Linked DNA regions of Triticum aestivum: region 2 is linked to region 1. The links are chromatin contacts, called in public Hi-C maps. All regions are on one chromosome and are shown on one strand. The core of a region is the stretch at or near the end of the contact, and the rest is flanking DNA. Distances in the headings are between cores, read along the strand shown. Region 1 holds the start of LOC123156089 (cyclic nucleotide-gated ion channel 1). Region 2 holds the start of LOC100682470 (spermine synthase).

Region 1 (4,027 bases), core at 1,011-3,510:
ACCAAAGAAGAACAAAGCAAAAATGATAAAATATTTTTGGCATGTTCATTTCTCAAAACTAAAAAGGGCAAAAAGAATAATAAGAACTAATAGAAAGCAAATGGAAAAGAAAATACAAATTAAAAGAAGCAAGCAATAAGAATGCAAAAATATTTTTGAGTTTTTTTAAGTTTAGCGAAACAAACAAAAGAAGAACAAACGGTAAATATATAACCAAAGGTCTAACAAACCGACAAGTGCAATGAGTGTATATGTCCGTTAAAAGAGCAAGCATAAATTTTCCTAAGTCCACGCCCCATCTACTTTACCCTTTGACCTTGCACTAGACGCAAAACTGCCTTAAATGATTCCAAAAGAAGGGATAATAATGGGAACGTGATAACACCATGGAATACATGAACCATGAACGGTCGCTGCGGTGAGATCCAAGCAAACGCCCCCAGAGCCACATGACCCACATCCAAAAGAGGGTGGTTATTAACGAGAATTGCACCAAAAAATAAATAAAGAATTGCCATGCTTTTCTGAAAACTGCCACCACCCAAAACACTAAAATGCCACCCCACGTGTTCGCAAATGCCATGTGTGCCAGTGGCAATGAATGTTCGCGGCGATTAACGTCCTACATGAAAGACAATGAAACACTATCCAAGAATGAGAAAGTATCCAATAGAAACTATACTCAGTGAAAATTTGGAAACTTGTTCATTTACCATTGGATTTGAAGTGTGCGGACTGGACCATCTTTTGTTTGTACCATCGATTCTTGCCAAAAAAAAGTCATCTAGCTTTATGGTAATATCTTTTCAGAACCCCTCCCCCCTAGTTTTTCTCAATCAATAAGATGCAAACGAAAATATGTTTGCCATGCAACTTAAATACAAAGAAGAAAAAAGAGAAGCAGTAAAAGCAACGAAGAAAAGTGAAAGAAGATCCAAATAAAACCAAAGCAAAAACAACCTTAGAACGAAAAGAACAAACAACATGATTTATTTTTCTGGATTTTCTTAAAGAGGCGATAAGAAATACAAAAGCAGACGCAAAGGGAAAACTTTTTGAGATTTTCAAAGCTTAACAAATAGGCAACCACACAAACATCCAGAGAAGAAACAAAAGGAACAAAGAGAATTTTGTTGTTGTTTTCTAAAAAGTCAAATGAAAAACCAAAGAAGAACAAAGCAAAATGATAAAATATTTCTTTGCATCTTCATTTCTCGAAACTAAAAAGGGTAAAAAGAATAACAAGAACTAATAAAAAGCAGATGGAAAAGCTAAAAAGATCAAAAGAAGCAAGCAATAAGAATGTGAAAATCATTTTGACATTTTTGAGTTTTAGCGAAACAAATAAAAGAAGAAGAAACGGTAAACAGATAAACAAACGAACCGACAAGTGTAATGAGTGTATATCTCCACTACTATTAAAAGAGCAAACATAAATTTCCCTAAATTCAAACAGCAAAATGTACACGAATAACCAAGACCCTCCGATCAAATCCACTTAAACACATTCTGTTGCCTTTATTACGCCAATGGTCTACCACCCAAAACAACGACCTAGATGAAATGTTCTGCCGAGCAGATGTTGTGGTCGCCAATTATTCTAGCCCTCCTGTGTGCCCTGATCCTCGCCCGCAACACCAATGACAGATCCGCAACAACCATGATGGCAGATCCGTAGCGTCCACGAACGCTCCATCCCGGGCTTCGTGGATCCACGACCAGCGTCCCGATGGAGGCACAATGGGTATCCGTGCGATCTGTTGCTTTACCCCACACTCCCTCCACATCTCCCCCCTATGCCTCCGGTCTACACATCCAGATAAAAACAAAACAAAAACTGAAAAACAATGGAAATAGAGAAAAAAAATAAAAACCAGGAAGAAAAGAGAAAAAAAAGAGAAAAAAACAAAGAAACCCGATGTCAAAACAAAAACAAAACAAAAAACAAAAAATTCAGTGGAGAAAACTGGCTATTTTAGGTTAATTATGTCATGCCCTAAATATCTAACACAAATCTACCTATGGCGTACTGGTTAGCGGCTATGAAAGTCCTACTCTGCTCCCGAGTTCAACTGCTCCCTCATGACTAGTAAAAGCGAAAAAAGTAAAAAAAATCAGCGAGAGGAGCTTTCATCTCGCTCAAGGCGAGATATAGTCGCCGCGATAAGCGAGACATAGCGCTGCCCAAAAATGACGTCCAAATCTCGCAGAACTATTTTATTAACTGGGCCGGCCTGCTCGACGGCGTAGACTAGGCAGGGTCATTGTGGAGTCCACCACGGGAGGGTCCCCACAGCCACCCACTTTTCTTTCTTTCCCCCTTTGCTCCCTTCGTCCTCCAGTCCACGACGACCACCATTCCGCGGCAACTACCACCATGCCTCATGACCGCGAAGCCCCCGTCCCCCCTACCATTCCATCCCACCACCCGTCTCATTCCCCTCCTCCGTCCACCCGCCAGCCCGCCTAACACGGCGCAAGGAGAGCAAGCCCTCTTCAAACCCTAGGTGAGCTCCCGCCTCCCCTGCTCGGACCTGTTGCAGCCCTCGCCGCTCTGTCTTAAGATTCTGCGGGTTGATCCTGTGCGCGCTTAGCTCTGGGCGTGTGATTTTGCGGCGAGCTGGTGGCTTCTGCGCACTGCTGCGGGAAAAACATGATCGTACTTTAGTCTCTCTAGTGCTTGCTGCTTTCTGTCTGTCGTTAATTTAGTTTTTATCCAGTTTGAGCATCGAAGTTAGGATCTGTTGCTGTGGCTGTAGAGGTTGCGGGTTTGGGTTTGTGGTTGCCAAGTGTCAGGCGGAACCGTGGGTGTGCAGAGGGTTAATTTCAGCGGGGCTTAATTTGGCATTTTAACGTTACTCTGCTATACTTTTGTCTGCCCCAGCAGCAATTGGGTTTTCAAAGGAACATTCTAATCATTCTATAGGGTGACTCTACGGACACGGCGATTATTTTGTTCTTATATGCATTGTGTCTTTTTTTTTGTGGCCGAATTGGATGCACATGGAACTCAAGCTATGTTGGAAAACCTTTGAATCTATTTGTATGGTATTTATACTCGCTGCCTAAGTTACCTTTATCAGGCTGGCAAAATTTAACCACCTAGTGTTATCACGTTTACCCTTGTAAAGTTTATCAGGAGAATGTAAGGACACATATATTTAACTCGTGAGTCGTGATGATCTTGTTTCTGCTCGAGGAAGCCTAAGGGTACTTTGATCTGAAGCTAGCTGGCTAGGAGAATCCTAACCGTGCTAGGCACAGGAAACCATTTGGTAGCACTTTAAAGCCTTGCTGCAGGAGGAGAGCCGAATAGACTCTCCCGCAAGGCTGCACGAGTGAAGCCTGCGCCATTGTGTCTAACTCCCATGCAGATCATGGTTCTTCCAATTTAATACGGCTGGGATACTCTGAGATACTAAATAATAGAACATGCTTCTTTTTCTTGGCTATGATCAAACGATCAAGTTAATTTCTAGCAAGTCGGGCGAGGATCGAGCGCACCATAAATCATATTCATGCCGACTATGGTTCAATACTTACTGTCACTTTAGTAGTATTTGTTCACCAAGGTCCAATTGGAGGACAATCTAGAAGGAGCGGTGTACAAAAATCTTTGTATCTAAAAAATACATCTGTCCAGTATTTACTCTTGCTGTCTTGTTACCTTTATTTGGCTGACAAAATTTAACCACCTATTAGTTTGACTCTTATCCCTTATAAAGTATACCAAGGGATCATGGTCACCTATATTTCACCCGTCATGGATTTGTTTCTACCCGTCAAATCCTCTGAATCACCATTTATCATTTTATTTGATAACCTGGTTGACAATATTTAAGCTACCTCGCTGAACATTCCTGTCAGGTGTACTAAGGGATTGTTGTCTTGTTGTGTAGAAAGTTATTGTTTGTTGCTGTTACTTATACTTGATAATCAGCAGGGAACTCAATGAATGCAAATTCCACACCTTGAAGGATTGATCTAGCACTCTTGGCTGCTAACTGTTTGCTTGGTGGAGATAATG
Region 2 (4,027 bases), core at 905-3,404, 280 kb after region 1:
CCTATCAATACAATTATAGCATGGATAATAAACGATTATCATGAACAAGGAAATATAATAATAATAACCAATTTATTATTGCCTCTAGGGCATATTTCCAACAGCCACTTCCATCCCTTAGTTGTTTTTGACTTACATGAAAGTCAACCCATGAGTAAAAATGACACTGTGATCACTAAAGTCCCGTATAGCCAGCCAAGGTTCCTCGAGAATAAGGTGCAACATTGAGAGTATCTCATGAAACCACATCTCTAGTGGAAAAGGTGAAGACCAACACATGGACCATTGCATGTGGAGTAAGCAGTCTAAGTTAGTAGCCTATCTGTTTCACACACTTCGCAACCAAAAGCATGACTTGATCATTATGCTTACATGCATAATACCTTACATGTCTTCCTCCTTGTAGAGCAATGTAGCCCAAAATGTTTCACACTAGGTGCTTCAAGGAGGTTTAGGTGAGGTTGATTGAGATCACATAGTTTTAAAACTTTTGTTGCAGGTGTTTTTAGGTCACCTTTTCACTGATATGTTTGGTGTCTCGGTGAGGGCTTATAGAGGCAATTGGGATTTGACTAAGGCTTCTTATAAATTTCAAATATAAATCATGATACCACAACAAACTCACTGAAAGCTAGATAAAACCTCCACGAATAAAGAGTACGGTAAAAAATCTTAGTGAACTTTTCAATCGAGTTTCAGAATTTTTTTTTGAAATTTTTGTATGTCCAACGCATATTCAATGTTGGTATTATTTCGAAGACCTAGTTAAGAAATATATGGTCGTTTGGACAGTACTTATATGCATGGATCGAATGATTGGGGGAGCCACGGAGGTTCACTGCGAAATGATTATGTTGTTGTAAATGCAAAGACGAATGGATAGGATGGTGGTGAGATTGATCTTGACCAAACATTTTTGTGTATTGGATGTTAGTTTTCATGTTTTTAATGAATACTGGTTTTAACTGGGTACTTTATGTTATAATGTTATCAACATCGGATGGAAGAGAACGGACAAAGACATAGTTCATTTCACAACAATTTTAAAATATCCCTTTTATGAAACATATATTATTTGACAGAATTCATACGATCCTCATTTATAGAAGCCATCATGTAGGATGAAACGCCATCCACAGACACACCATCAGGAAAAGGAATTAAAATAAACATCACAATCTCGTGTGCCACTTTGTTAGAGCCTCTCCTGATTTTTCACCCAGCTAAACTCAGCCACAAAAAAAAAATACAAGTTGGGCGACCCTTACTTTTTTTAAAAAAAAATTGACCAAAGAGGGCGTCTGAAGAGTGATTACATAAAATAGGGTGAACAAATAGACAATCGGATTTTAGAATGTTTTAGTAAAGAATGACCGTGATGTAGAAGCCCGCAAAACACGCACTGGTGCACCCATAAATAAAATCCTAGACTATAATCGTTATCTTGCCTTCATTACATCCCCTAGCCATGATCCTAGACAAGCCGACTCACAATCTTCTATATCCAAATAGTTAGTTCCCATCACAAGACTTCTCGATACACATGTGTGCTTTCATGCCGCTTTAAATAGACATCCGATTAAAATTGTGTGATATTAGAAGTCATGCATGTATTCATAAGTTGCTTTTTTACATATTTTTTTGCGGGGTAAGTTGCTTTTATACATTAATCTACCCATGCAAACAATGTCAACCCATCAAGACATGCTTTTATGGACGGTGTATGTGTTGGAAGCCTGGAGCAACAAAGTTAGCACCCACACCGTCTCCCTTTTTTTAGCCCCTCTTCCTTTATTTATTTTTGAAGCAACACACGTTTGTTTCTTTCTTAGTCCAAGCGCGTCGTTTCTCTCCTATATAATAATTGTCGATCGCGAAGCAAATTCAGATGCGCACTCGTTTTAAGGGAACCTAGGGGCATGCACACGGTCACGCAGCAAAAGCTGCGGCTTGAATGAGTTGCCATGTTCTTGAGATGAGTTGAGTGACATGCAAGGGAGAAAAAAAGCAGGCATCTTTCCGTGCGCAAGGACATCATCGCCCCTTTTCTCCAAGAATCGGATGCGGCGACACCTCACATGAAAGGTACATCTAATCCGTTGGAGCGGGGTTATCTGAAGAAGAGCATCGCATTCCGTCCTTTTAATGCCCGTCAAAATCAAGCACGAGCCCTTCGTTTCTTTGGCGCTCCCGTCCCGTCCCGTCCCGTCCCATCCCCATCTACCTACCGTGGACGGTGCCAGAAGAGGACCAGTCACAACCTGCACTACACTGCACATGATCGCCTATTTAAGCTTCTCCTGTTCTCGCCCACCCCGCTCCACCCCATTCCCACTCTCTCCCAGCAGCGGCACGTCGTCATCTTCCTCCCCCTCGCCGTCCGCGTGTACGTCCAACAGGTGAGAGCTACAAAAGCTTCCAGCCTAGGTGCGCGTTTGCTTCTTCTTCAGGCGCCTGCCTAGGTTCACTTCCAGACGACGGTGGTGCTCCGTCGTGTCCAAATTTTCCGGGGGGTGTTCTTTCACGCCAGAGGACTACAGGTCGTACAGACTTTTTCAATTTAGCCCTACAGATTCCGTGAAATTGGTCCGCTGTTGTCGGCGCTGTTAAATCCGGCAACCCAAGCGGCTATTTAGCCCCGGGACACGGCCAGATGTTTCATGTCGCCTCTTGTTCGTTTTCTTCCTCCTCGGTGTCGGTGGCCTGTGGCCGTGGCCGGGTCGTCGCTTGTGTTCCCAACGAGGTTATAGGCCCCCGGCTCTGGAGATATCTTTCTTTCTTTATCCAACAAAAAAGACGCCGTTTGTTTATTTAAGTTCACAGCCCCGTCGTCTTCTTCTGGGTGCACGCCAGGTGCTTGGTCCTTTGTGCCAGTGGTTCTACTTGCCAGTGGTTCGATCTGCCCGCACCATTGCATTTTTTTTCTGCGTTTAAACTAGCTGAACATAGTCAGCCTCTCTGGTTTGCTTGATGATTTCTATATAAAAAGCGCCTCTGGCATTTTTCGATTTTGAGGGGGTAATTTCCCTTCCTTTAGCAATAATACACGGTTACATTCAAAGATTCTGCATCTTTGTGAGAAAATGATTCTGGATTTCTTCGATTCCATCCTATCGCACCACTGGATGCAAATTTGCTCCACGTAGGGATCTGTGCTGTTTTGTTAGCTTTTTTGTTGTATAATCAAGTTTCCAATCATGCCTTATCTAGACTTTCTGTTCCAGAATATATGTTAGGGGGCAGTAAATAGCATGACATAATTTCAGTTTTGCTAAAGCACGTCTAGATGTCATATGATTTACCTAACTTTGTTGGATTTTTACTACAGCTTCATCAATCATTAGTAAACCAACCACATCCACAAAACAAGACTTACACCCAATCCAGATCGCATTTAGTGCTCTGGCATTGCCCTACAGTAGGTGCAGAGCTGGTGTCATCATATCCATATGCCCTGTTGTCATTGGAACTTGTTGACTTTGGTTTAATTAAGTACTAGAGGAGTGGAAGACTGCTGAGAACTGAAATACGAGGGGAAATCTCTGATGTTCACTACCAACTAAAGCCTAAAACTGAGATAGTGAAAGCATGAGTACAGGGCGGTAGTTCAATTTGTTTCCTTTCATTCATGTTGATCGCATATAATACTAGTAGTAGTTTGCTTGAGAATGTCATGGTTAGCACCTTAGCTTTTGTTCCTCTTTCGTGGTTGTAAAGTAATTTTGTACCTTTTGTTGATTACCTAGTGAAAGAAAAGAAAAAATACCCAGCTGCTGTCTGTTTTTTTTTTCTTATTGTTGCCTGCCTTGTATTGTGCTGTTGATCCAGAGGCTGGGAACTTTAAAGCGGAAGAGGGTTCATGGAGGGTGGAGGCGCAAGAAATGTTTCTGCAGCGGCAGCACAGACAGAGGGAAGTGGGGATGATGGCTCCCGCAAGCCACTGCCTCCTTGCTGTGTCAAGGCGCAGGCTGCTGTGGCGGAATCTGAGGCCAAGTGCCACGCTACTGTGGTGTCCGGGTGGTTCACA

Evidence for each region. A called contact is a pair of places that touch in the nucleus more often than the background predicts.
Region 2: a contact with region 1 is called in a Hi-C map of an unstated tissue, with 7 times the contacts expected there. The contact joins the promoter of LOC100682470 here to the promoter of LOC123156089 in region 1. A contact is called at or near these places in 4 of 5 Hi-C or Micro-C datasets (leaf and an unstated tissue).

Annotation. Positions count from the first base shown.
Region 1 is chr7B:440,497,782-440,501,808 of IWGSC CS RefSeq v2.1, forward strand. LOC123156089 (cyclic nucleotide-gated ion channel 1) reads left to right here and starts at 2,261. Exons shown (of 9, transcript XM_044574259.1): 1 at 2,261-2,507; 2 at 3,944-4,027. The coding sequence starts at 4,025.
Region 2 is chr7B:440,775,237-440,779,263 of IWGSC CS RefSeq v2.1, forward strand. LOC100682470 (spermine synthase) reads left to right here and starts at 2,155. Exons shown (of 12, transcript XM_044574438.1): 1 at 2,155-2,399; 2 at 3,829-4,027. The coding sequence starts at 3,860.